Linked DNA regions of Sus scrofa: all the other regions are linked to region 2. A link is a contact called in public HiChIP or PLAC-seq data. All regions are on one chromosome and are shown on one strand. Each heading gives the region's core, a stretch centred on a gene start, on an enhancer-like site or on the middle of the called end of the contact. The rest is flanking DNA. Distances are from core to core; before and after follow the strand shown. Region 1 has its middle 150 kb from the start of HMG20A. Region 2 overlaps PEAK1 (pseudopodium enriched atypical kinase 1). Region 3 has its middle 86 kb from the start of HMG20A.

Evidence for each region. HiChIP or PLAC-seq counts read pairs in DNA pulled down with a chosen protein or histone mark.
Region 1: an H3K27ac HiChIP or PLAC-seq map of skeletal muscle shows a contact between it and region 2. The contact joins two enhancer-like sites. A contact is called at or near these places in 2 of 2 datasets of contacts at active chromatin or transcription factors (alveolar macrophages and skeletal muscle).
Region 3: a contact with region 2 is called in an H3K27ac HiChIP or PLAC-seq map of skeletal muscle. The contact joins two enhancer-like sites. A contact is called at or near these places in 3 of 47 Hi-C or Micro-C datasets (adipose tissue and liver) and 2 of 2 datasets of contacts at active chromatin or transcription factors (alveolar macrophages and skeletal muscle).

What each region holds. Positions count from the first base shown.
Region 1 is chr7:57,652,531-57,656,567 of Sscrofa11.1, reverse strand. No RefSeq gene overlaps it. Among named protein-coding and RNA genes, the nearest start is that of HMG20A, 150 kb to the right of the region's middle. Within about 2 kb of position 2,012, at least 11 of the 83 cell types and tissues checked have an H3K27ac peak or open chromatin away from gene starts, as enhancers often do. A contact at or near this core is called in skeletal muscle, where this site is marked.
Region 2 is chr7:57,285,094-57,289,040 of Sscrofa11.1, reverse strand. All of the region lies in intron 2 of PEAK1 (pseudopodium enriched atypical kinase 1), which reads left to right. Among named protein-coding and RNA genes, the nearest start is that of TSPAN3, 100 kb to the right of the region's middle. Within about 2 kb of position 1,575, at least 28 of the 83 cell types and tissues checked have an H3K27ac peak or open chromatin away from gene starts, as enhancers often do. A contact at or near this core is called in adipose tissue and skeletal muscle, where this site is marked.
Region 3 is chr7:57,587,795-57,591,865 of Sscrofa11.1, reverse strand. No RefSeq gene overlaps it. Among named protein-coding and RNA genes, the nearest start is that of HMG20A, 86 kb to the right of the region's middle. Within about 2 kb of position 1,450, at least 36 of the 83 cell types and tissues checked have an H3K27ac peak or open chromatin away from gene starts, as enhancers often do. A contact at or near this core is called in adipose tissue and skeletal muscle, where this site is marked.

The DNA.
Region 1 (4,037 bases), core at 763-3,262, 370 kb before region 2:
TCACTGCCTCATCTCAGGAAATGGCCCTGAAGGGGCTGTAGCCTGTGACAGGGAAAGATGGGGGTAGGGGAGGCTGAGGGGTCCCCTCAGGGCCCTCTGCAGGCCCCTCTGCCTCCAGGCAGCACCTCGGCCTCAGTGGCTGGGCCCCAGGGTCTGCCTTTCCCTGCTCCGAGGTCCAGCCTCACATTCCCAGTGCCCTCTGTGTTCTAAATACCCAGCCTGTCAATTACAACCGTGGTTTTTGTTTGTACAATCTCACCAAGAGGAGGAAGGAAATCAATTCAATCTATGAAAATGAGCAACTACAAAAATGGACAGAGCTCCAGGGAGACTCTGGTCAAATGCCAGGGTTGGGAGCCCCACCCAGGGAAGAGGATCATGGCAGCAGGCACAGCAGAAAGCATCCACGAACAAGAAGAAAACATAACCCCCTGTGGGAGCTGTGATCAGCCCAGGGCAGAAGGCCAGAGACCCAGGGCCCCCTGGGAGGGACACGGCGCCCTCCAGCTCAACTCAACTCAGCTTGCTTTCTCTCGGAGTGCCTTCGCTGTGCTGGATGCAGTGCCAGCCCTGGGGGATGTGGAGTCCTGGGTGACAGTGCCTGGCTGGGGAGGAGGAGGGACTGAAATCCAGCCTGTGTTCTACTTGTCGAGCCTGGCTTGGGGCTGTGTCCTCCTGAGGAAGGAAGTTTTCTTTCTAAATCCCTCAAAGATGCTTTGCGAGCCAGCAGGGACCCTACCCAAGGTCCCCACCTTGGTTCTGCCAAGTCCATGCCCCAAGATGCTACCCATGAAGTGTGGATGGGACCAGGGCAGGGCAGGAGGGACACAGAGATGGTGTGGGACAGGTCAGTAAAAGACAAAAAAAAAATCACCGCTTAGGAGTGTACTGACAGGCATTAGGCCAGAAATTCCACTGGAGCTAGCCCGATCGTACATCCTCAAGAAAGGGCTGGAAATAGACTCACAGACTTTGAAATACTTAGGGTTACCAGAGGGAACAGGTTGGGGTGGCGGCAGGGATGGGCTCGGTGGTTGGGGATGGAAATGGTCTAAAATCAGGTTGTGGTGATGGCTGTACAACCATAAATATAATAAAAGTCATTGGATTAAAAAAAAAAAAAAAAGGTGCTGGGTTAGCCAGGAGGCCACTGGGTGGGTGGTGCCCAGGAACCAGCCTCAACCAGGGCCTGGAGGCCTGAGGAAGCCTGGTTCAGACATGCTTTGCAAATAGCCATTGCAAAGGCTTTGCAGGACCAGGGAGGGGAGGCAGCGGGGCTGGGCAAGGCAGGGGTGCCCAGCTAAAGGGCTTGCAGGCAAAGTGCAGGCAGGAGCGTAGGAAGGAATCACATTATCATTTTAGTGCAAGTCTCCGGCTCCTGGGTGGAGGCTGAATTGGAGGGGCCCAGAGGACCAGCGAGGCACCAGGAGAGAGATGGGGTGCCTGAGCAGGGGCACACATGAGACCCCCTGGGAGGAGCCAGGTCTAGCTGAGGCAGGCCAGGGACTGAGTGAGGAGGCCTGGGGGCAGAGCATATGCAGAAGCAGAGGAGGCGGCTCCTACACAGGGAAGTTGGAGGGGCTCTGGGAGGACACTGCCCACACCCCAAGCACACTTCTGTCATCTTGCCTGCAGAGCAGATCTGAGAGGAAGGGCGCTTACTCCTTCCCACCTGCTGAAGTTTTGGGAGCCAAGTTTAAACCCAGGCCTTCTGACCCCAGTCCTTGCTTCCTTTTTCCACGGCAGCATGCTGCCTTCTCACCACCCCTTCCTTATCTTGGCCCATCCTCTCACTTACCCGCCCAGGTCCCCAGATGGAAAGCCCTGGAGAAGGGGTCAGCAGAAATGTTTTTGCCAAGTGGAGTTATTTTTACTCAGTGCCCAGATACTTTTTAAAAAATAGGCACAGCCCATGGGGTTGCCTGCCTTCTAAAGTCTCACTAAACCCAGGATCGGGGGCACAGACCAGCCTGGCTGGCCCAAATATTTGCCGCGTTGCCGGGTAACCACCAGTTGGCCCTGCAAGCTGGCATCTGTGGAAGTGAGGGCTTGGAAGGAGAGTCACACAGCTGCTCAGACACTGTCAGCGAAGTCGGGAAGCGCCCCAAATGTCTCCTGCTTGGGACGTGCTGAGCCTCCGGAAGCTGCCCCTCAGGAGACAGGAGGCGTGAGATGGGATTAGCGGCTTCCCAGGGAGACCCGCTAGGCATGAGGCAGTTCAGAGTTGAGCTCAGGTGGCTCTGGCTATGCAGCGTGGCTTGGGAAGGCCAGCTCTGTGCTCCAGCCCTTTGGTCCTGGCCTCTGCCTTTCCCCCTCTTGCTCTGGGCAGCAGCCATGGGCTCTCACAGGGGTATTAGTTGTTTCTACGAGATCTGTCCCCCATGTCCAGGGAAGCTGGAGGCAGGACAAGCATATGCAGAAGCAGAGGAGGCGGCTCCTACACAGGGAAGTTGGAGGGGCTCTGGGAGGACACTGCCCCCACCCCAAGCACACTTCTGTCATCTGGCCTACTTAGAAATTCTACCTTTCCACTTAGGTTTGGGACTTCCCTAAGAGATGGGAAGGACATGGGAGGAAGGTCAGGACAACTTACATGCAGCCAACGAGCCCAACTATCATAGCCCAGGCCCAGACAACATCCAGCCCCTGCTTGCACACCCTGAGGAATGGGGAGCTCACCACCTCAAGAAGCAGTTTGTCATCTTGGCCACAGCAGTGACTGGTAGGAAGTTCCTGAACTTAAGCCAGGCTGTTCCTCTGGGGGAAGGAAGGGGCTGTGGGATAGGATACTGGTCACCTGTGAGGCTGTGATGATCGCAGCCCTCAGGCTCCCCTCCTGCTTGGGGAGCTCCTGAGACTTCCAAAGATGGCTCAGTGCCCAACTCTGGAAAACAATATGACAATATCCAAGAGCAAGGCAGCCATCCATGCATCCCAAAGAGATGCTGGCATGCCGGCAGGGAGCCATGGCCAGCTCTGTCCTGTGTGAACTCCAGGCCCATCACCCCCTGCGGGGAGACCCATCGGTGGCTTTGCTTCTCTGAGCCTCTGTTTCCTCCTCTGTAAAATGGGCAGGACACCAGTACTGCAGGGGACTATGGAACTGGGAGATGAGGTGGTTGTCCCCTTTCCCCCTCCAGATGCTTCTGTTCTGGCCCAAGCATGCCCTGTCTCCTCTGCAGCAAAAGCTCCCTCCTAGCTCTGTTCCCCCGCTCCCCTCTTCCTTCCTCCCCTTCCAGCTAAATCCTCCACAAGTGGTAGGTGTGAGCCGGCTCCCTCAGGCCTGGGCAGCTGCCCTCCACCCACCCGCACTGCTCAGCTAATGCCCTAATCCCCACCCCTAAAGCCTTGTCCTCATTCTCCTCCTCCTCTTCCTCTTTGCTGGGGGAGACGCAGCAGATCATCTGCCTCCACACATTCCATCCAAGCAGGTCTTCTGGGGCTGCAGCCTCCCAGTGCCCCCGGTTCCTCCCTGACAGTGAGGAAGACACTTTCTCAAGCCCTGTCTTCTAAAATCTTTGTTCTTCCCTATGCCGCTGGCAGCATGAGACCCAGGTGGTTTTCTGCCTGTTCTACATGAGGAACAGAAAGAGGAAGGGACACAGGACAACATAAAGAACTCAGGTCTTTGAGGTTCATATCCCACTGCTGTTTGCTGGATGTGCCACCTTGAGCAAGTTGCTTAACCTCTCTGGTGTCTGGCTCCTCATTCCTAAAACAAGAGGGAAGTTTATGGTGATAATCGCATCCTTCTCATTAGTTGCTGAGGATTCAATAAGTAAAGGGCTTAGCCCCGTGTCTGGCTCATCTTGACTGCTTGACAATTGTTGGCCCTTCCCTGGGGCAGAGTCTGCATGAGGAGCCCAAGCTCTGCCAGACTCCGGGTAAAGCTGGCAGGATCTGCCCCTGCAGTGGCCGGGGAGGCACAAAATGTGGGCAGGGCTGGGAGCTTCAGGCCTGGACTCCAGCCTCCATCCTGAACTGGGCAGCGCAGGGACCCAAGTGAGCTGGGAAAGTGCTGAGCTTGTCTGAGGTGG
Region 2 (3,947 bases), core at 326-2,825:
TGTTATACTAATTTATCATGGTATCTCTTCGAAAGCAGTAAATCTATATTTCTTTAAAGTATTGTATAATTCAGACTTTCATTAATTTAGAAGTACATTTTCCCTTTAAAAGTCTGTTATAACTGTCTTATAGAATGTATTGTTCCCTCTGTTCTGTAGCTGGGGAAGGAAAAATCATGCCTCTTACCAAATGTACAAGTCATGCAAGATATTAAAGCCTCCAGAAATGGATAAGAGTGGAAACAAAGAGCATTATCACTTCCTCTGGTTATGCTACTGTAAACATTCAAATGGGGTTTCTTTCATTATTATCAGCTGTTTCTTACTTCTTTTTCCTTCCCAACTTCTTTTCCCTCCTCCTTTTTCTTCTTTCTCTTCCCATTGAATCTTGCAGTGCCCTCATGTCCCCTCTTGCTTGTTCCCTTCTTTCAAACCAGAGACCACCTATTTTTTTCACATCTCAATTAGCATGAAGTCCAGCTTTCTTCACTTGGCAGTTGAAGACGGTGGAGAAAAACACAGCAAGACAACTTCTTACCATTCGCTCTCAACCAGCCACTTCACAGGCCCCTCCAAATAAAGGTGGCTCCTGACTCAGGCTAGACTGGATGAAAGACCATACTTAATTTGCCTCACAATATTCACTCCTTCAATACTCTGAAACACACACACACACACACACACACACACACACACACAACCCCACAGCTTTGGAAGAGCCCAACTAGCTAATTGTGTGCCTGTTAGTTTACTCTTAGCTTGCTCTGCACTGAGCACATGGACCCTGCCACCTCAGAGGTGAGCTAGGGAAGTGTGGGCATGCCTGCTTCTAACACCTCTTTGTTCAAGATGGAATTCCACTGTGGTAAGCAGTGCTGCTGCTGCTGAGTGAACTGTTTCTCAAGTACCACCATGCTTAAGTCTAAAGCAGCTTCCAGATGCCATGAATAGCTGAACTGTACCATTTACGCATGTGTGCAGTCATGCGTCCTGGCTCTGCCATGTTACCTGTGTGACCTTGGGCAAGTCTCAGTTTCTTCATCAGCAAAAAGAGACTAATAATAGTGTGTACATCATACTAGCTAAAATTATTATTATTCAGGAAGCACTTGTTTAGTGTCGAGTATATTCTAAGCAATCCAAGAGATATAGAGGTGGAAAAGACACAGCCCTGCCTTCTAGAGACTTATATAATTACAGCACAGCATGGTCTTCTAATAAAGATATTTAGGGAATGAGGTAAAGCTTCATCACAGATAAATTTTTAACTGGTTTGAAGGGTAAACAGGGTATTGTCAAATGGAACTGTACTAGAAATATACATTCCAAACAGAGGGCATAGTTTGTGAACAGGATTAAAATTGTAAAACAGGAGTCCTTGGCTGTTTTTAGATAAGGTTTTAAACTTAGTTTTGCAACATATAATCTTATCACTAGTTGTTACCTAGTTTATAGTAATAATAATTATTACTTAACTGGTTCATCAAAGAGTTTCAACTCAAAAAATGAGTTGGAACCCAAGCAGTGCCTCTTTACAGTGGTGCATCTGCAGTTGCACAATTCCTATCCTGGAATGACTACCATGTGACAGGAACAGTAAATTGTTGGGAAAAAAAACTTGTGGTTAAAACAACTGGAAGTGGATGGGCTTCTTCCTTTCAGCAGTGCTTTAGTTAAGTTTTCAAAATTAAGCAGGTTTAACCTTGGTTTCTTCTTTAGGTAGAACCCTATATCTTAAGATTTTGCCTATTCTTGGCATAGCAAGAAACTGATTTTTTTGGGAGATGTGGTCAGATGTCAAACTAAGAAAGTTCCTTTTACGCATGGAATTTCCATTTGTGTACCAACTTAAAGCTGTGTTTTATCTCCTACAAAGCCTTTTCCTGCAGCTTTGCTTTCACTTCCTCTCCCCACCCTTTTAGTCATGTACTGAAGGGTTTGGCAGCTGGTTGAGGTATCAGGTCAGCATTTTTCACTGTGGAAGGAGGAAAGGTTGGGAACAATGACGCAGGGATACTTGTCACATTTTCCTTTCCTTTTTTTCTTTAAGTGACCCACACATTCCATTACAAAAGCCTAATGAGAATCTTGGCTTATAAATTTTACTTCAGTAGCCCAGAGGTAGAATAATGTGCTGGATGACATATAGGCGATAGTTTCTCAGTGAAGAGTATCCTTAAAAGCCCTTGTACAGCAGTGAGAATTCTTGATTCTACCTCTTTGGCGGTATGACAGATTTTGTGAAGAGAGATAATGGCCTCCGGGAGTCACAAGATTGGGAAAGGAGCTGAGCAATCCATTCCCCATCCTCGCTTATTAACAGTTTCTCCACGGGTGCTTTAGGAAATGCTTCGTATGTGGTGCTTAATATACCACCTACCCACTCTCATCTTCTTCACTGACTTGGAAATTGTATCTAGCTTGAGAAGTTCTAGCTACTTCTGTGGGCCTGTTTATGCCAAGATTGAAATCCTATGTGGATTTGGTTGTTTTATATCAAATCTGCTTGAAACTGTTCAACTAGAAGCAAACTAATTATTGTCATTGTCTGTATAGTGGTAGAGAAAGTAAAAAACAGTAATAGAGTCTTAAAATGCTGTCATGACTTGACATGAAATAGACTACTCTTGAATAGCTGCATCTATAGCCCAAAGGGCTTTGGTCTTGAAAATTGTCAAATATGAAATCGGATTTTAGATCATGGAATCCCAGCTGGTTCCTAGGGGCAGCTTCAGCCATTAAACTCTCCCTTTGACCATTTCATTTGCAGGATTTGCTTTGAGATAATAAGGAATGTGAAGGCAAATGAGTTTTTCTTATCAAAGATTCTATTTTGATGCTCCACAGCAGACCTGTTTTAGCAAATAAATAGAAGAGGCCAGAGTAGACTGTCATATATCCTTGCTTAAGTGCCTCAGGAGACACATTTTTTTATTTCTCAAGCACAACTCTGGTGACTGGAGTTTCCCATTTTGGAGGTGTCAGTGTTGAGCAGGCAAAGCTGCTAGTTATTGATTGCCGTTAAAGTCATTGCACAAAGGCATTAAAGCCCAAGGATTGCTTTTTAGACAGAGCTACAACTGGTACAACTTCTCTTTCTAAGAGCCTGTTATGAGTTAAAATAGTTTTGACAGTGTCTTTAACTGCACATCTTTGTCTCCAAACATAATTAGTATTGAAAAAATGCAGCCCTCATGGTTGAGGCTTTGTGGCTTAGACAGCAGCTCCATCTGGTGCTTGCTAACGGTGTTGGTTCATCTCTTGGATTTATAACAGCTTGAACACACATGTACACAGAACTTGTAAAAGAATGTCAAATCCAGAGTCTCAATTTTATTGATGGTTTCCATTGCACATAGCTAGTCATTGCACTGACATAGGCTAATTATATTCCTGGTGAATCTCATTTGTCTACCCTGTTGATAATGTGATAGCTGTTAATCAACTCAACAGCACCTCTTGACTGAAATAACTTACTTGCACTCAAAGTGGGGAATCATTTTTACTATTTATCTACCAGTCTTGGGAAAACAAAATATACTGTACTACTTATAAAGAGAAAATTTAATCCCTGTCTTATCATCGATGGGTTTAACTTGGTTTAAGATATTAGGCCATAATGCCTTATTCTTTTGTTGTTAGTACCACACAGGCTAAGTAGACAGGACATTTTTTTAAAAAAAGATTCTTGGCAACTGACAGGAACTGCCCCAAACTGTTGATAGAAATTACTTCTCAATAATAAGATTATACATGATTGTATTTTCCTTATGCTTTTCTGATTTTTCACAGTGAACATATATAAGAAAAGAAAAAAACAATTTAAAAACAAAACATATTATAGCCTTCATGTAGCCTTGAGTTGCTTTTCTGACCCTTTCTCATTCACTTGTGTGGCCTATCCTGGGCTTTATTTCCCCTCATATGTATAACAGAAGGATTGTACG
Region 3 (4,071 bases), core at 201-2,700, 300 kb before region 2:
TTTACAGATAGGGAAACTGAGGCTTAGGGAGGGGAATTCCTTGTCTGACTTGTCCAGATTGTAAGGGAAAGGGCCTTAGATTTGAACCTGGTCTGCCAGACTCCAAAGCCCATATCCTTTCCCCTTGTGGGTCATAGAAGGGGGATGGGGTGTCAGGCAGGGACGGGGAGGCTGGAGAAACCATGTCCTAACAGAAAGGAGACTAGTGGGGGCCCAAAAGGGGAGCTTGGGAACTAGGTAGGAAGGCAGGGGGTGGGTGGGGGATGGGAGGAGGAATGGGACACACGCTTAAGAAGGAAGCAGGATGCTAAGAAGCCAATTGGAATCCAGTCAGGGAACCACCCCCCTCCCCTTAGAAAAATATGACCCTCTGTGGCTCTGTAATGACTGAAGTCAATTCAATTCAGAAAACTCGAACCAGCATTTCCTGACTGGCTGCCATGTATGTGGACCTGGGTGCTAGGCAAGGAGACTGATTCCTACCTGGAGAGCTTGAAGTAACTGCCGTCACACTTAGCAGAGGGCGTCAGCAGCCTCTGGAGTCCTGGCGGGGTGCCATGTGTGTTCAGAGGAGACAGGATCCGGTCATGGAGTGGCTACGTGTTGGAAGAGGTGGAGAGGAAGTTGGCCTCTGGAACCTGGAAGTGAGTGCACAGTTTGCAAAGCTTGGCAGTAAGTGTAGCTGCTCCCCAAGAGCAGGTATGGAAGTAGAACATCTGTATCCGCTGCATGGTGCACAGGGCCTGGCAGACAGAGTGCACTGTGCATCTTTGTTAACCAAGGGGCCATAGAGCCCGGCAAACAGCTTCTCCCTGCAGGGCCTGTGAGCGGGTGCTGGGCAGGGTCAGCGGAAGACGTTTATTTAGGGGTTCTAAGCCTGGAAAAGAATAAGCTGCCCCCCATTAACTATGTACAAAATAAAATAAAGCTAATCCTAAATCACAAAATAAGAGTAAGAAAGTCCTACACCGGTCTGAGTTTTTCCATTATGACTCTACAATGATTTTTAAAAATGGATCGTTTTCCCAAAACTTCTCATTTAGGGTGTGCCTTGCTTTGCGGGTGCCAAAGTACAGACAAGGCCTGGCCTATCCAGCCCTAGCTTGGTGACTTGGCAGCTGTGTCCGTTCAGATCAGCCACTGAGTTTCTCTGAGCCTCAGCTTCGTTATCTGAATGAATGGACTCTAGCAGTTATGTTGCGGGGCTAGGCGTGAGGGGAAATGAAATGAATAATGCAAAGGCCTAGTGCGGGGGATCTTGCACACAGTGGGCACTCAGGCAGTACTGGGCAGGTCCTTAGCATTCGGCAACTCTAGCCAGAACCAGGCAGTGGCTGTGAAGGAGCAGGAAGGAAGCCAGATGCGCTAGAGGGGGTGGGGCAGCAGCGCGGGGCCTGGGAGCCAGGGTCTTTCCAACACCTGACCCAGCCTGATGGCGCAGACTTAATTCTTGGCCTAAGATGGGCCTTGGGTCCCTGGCCCTCTCTCCTCTGGGCCACACGGAGAGGATTAGTCAGGAAGTGTGCACAATGGGCTTATTGTTATTAGAGTAATAGCTTTGGAACTGGAGACTGCAGGGGTGGGGCGGGAGAGTGGTGTGTTTCTTGCTATTTTAGGGAAGCTTTTTTCTGAGGGAGGCGGGTTCAGAGGTGTGCTTTGAGGGGGGGTGTCTCCCAAAGGCAAGCCCTCCTCAACCCGCCCCTCCCCGCTCCCCCAACCCACACCCAGCACAGCCCCCTCACCTTCCCTCAGACTTCCCTGCCTTTGTCTGTTAGAGAACCGCCGCCAGCTGTCAGGGCCACTCTGTCTGCAACTACTCAGTACAGGAAGGGCCTGGAAATTTCGGTCCCCCAGGAACTGGCAGTGCAGAGGTACCAATACCCCAGATTTCTTTGCCCCCCCCCATTGGGACAACTCTGAGGTGTTTCCAGAAGTTTCCCATGGGGTTAAGCTGAAGCCACCCTCTGTGTGGCTTCCCTTGAATCCCCAGTCCTGCCTGGCTTCCTTTTCTTTGCTTCCCTGTCTCCTCCCTACTCCTCTGCTGCACTTGTCTCCTTTGAAAACTTCCTGACAAACCACTTTCACAGAATCCTTCATTCGGTGGGTGTCAGGGGATGGAACACAGGACCAGGCACAGTGGACACAGGAGTCTGTCTGGGAGAGGTCTGTCCTTGGACTGGCTTCTGGGAGCTGGACGTGATATGTGTGCCCCTCGGGCCCCAGTCCTTACAGAGGGGCAGGAGGCAGGAGGAGGAGAGTCCCGTCTCGTCTCTAGCCCTGGTGTGGATGGAGTGCTGACAGCTTTCTGCTGGCACAGTGCGGGCACCGAATATATGCCCATGGGGGCCAAGGCTGGGACTTCAGATCACTTCCTTCTTCTGCAGAGCACTTCTGCAAGAGTCTAGGAGCCACTGCCTCTGGCCAGGAGCAGGTCCCGCCCATTCTGCAGGTGTGAGACTGGCCACAGGGAGGCCAGCGGGCAGGGGGAACTCCCAGTGGCTCTTCTCAAATCCTTGGCTCTCTTCCCAGAACCCCCACTTTGCTGGGAAGAGAAGAATAAACTGCGTTCTAGGTGCTCAGCAACAAAGTGGCTGAGTGGCAGGAATGAATAACACGAACAGGGGGTCAAGAGGGCAGGCGCATGCATGGAGCCTGACCTCCAGCACAGACAATAAATACTGCCCCTTCCTCCATCAGAGACCACCCACAGGCCTAAGGGAGGGAGCCTGCAGCCAGCGAGGGTGGATGCAGGGCAGTGCAGTGGTTAGGGGGTGCCGGTTAAAGACACCCTGAACCAAGGCGAGACCTTCTGTGTTCTCAAAACTTCACCAGCCCTCCCCAGAGAAGGCTGGCCAGGATGGGGTCGTGGGTGGGTAGGGTGTACTAGATAAAATACAAGATACCCAGTCAAATTTGAATCTCAAAGAAACAGCAAATCATTCTTAGTATAAGCTTGTCCTCAGCATTTCATAGGATGTACTCATATTAAAAAAGTATTCCTTGTTTATCAGAAGTTTAACTTCAACTGAATGTCCTGTACGCATTAAGTAATATTTTTCCTCTGAACCTAGCAACCCTAGTGGGGAAGAAAATGGTTGAAGAAACAGGATGTTTATCCTGGCTGCCGACAGCTCTGGGGGACAGGTGCATTGACTTTCAATTTCTGAAGGGCTGTCCTGGGAGAGAGTTAGAATCAGAAGACAGAAACAATTGCATTTTGAAATAGCAGCTGTATGGTCTGCTGTATGGTCTGTTCTAGAAGGGCAGGCGGCAGAAAGAAGATATGGTGCTGGTTGCAGGTATGGCCCAGCCACCTATCTACTTCCATGCAACCCCAAGCAAGCTTGGCCTCTGAGCCTTGGTCTACCCGTCTGTTCTCCATGGACATGCCCTTTGACCCCACAGGCCCTGCAGACCATGCCAGCCTGTTTTTTTTGTTTGTTCGTTTGGGGCCATGCCCAAAGCCTGTGGAAGGGACCAAAACTTTGTCACCACAGCCACCCAAACCTGCTGTAGTGACAACGCCAGTTCCTTACCCTGCTGTGCCACAAGGGAACTCCACCCTAGCCTGGTTTACGTCCTTTTTCCCCTCACCTTTCTCCAGCATGAGTGCCCTGAGTTTCTGGAACATGGTCTGATGAAGATGCAGAAGCCACTGTGTTTCTCTGGTTCTCCCACCTGTGGACATGGGAGCAGAGAGGGCGAAGCAGGACCCTGAGACCATGAAGACCAACTACAGACACTTGCCCAAGGGGCTCACCATGCTGCCCAGAGGTGGGCTTGCAAGGCTCCTGCTCAGTTTAGCCACATTTGACAACTGGGCCACCCTAAGCCCCTGTCTGGAGGAGAGATGCTTCTGAGTAGCCACTGGCTTCAGAATCCAACCCCAGCAGAGGTTGGGGCCCTTCACCTTGGTCCTGGAAAGCTCTGCCAGCTTAGCCTTGTTGAAGAGGGCAAGCTCCAGAGTAGAAATCCCAATTCAAGCCATGCTGGCTGGAATCTGTAGCCTACTGGAGCCCAGGTCCAGGGTTAGAAGGGCATTTGTGGGCCATTCACACCACCCCCCTCTGC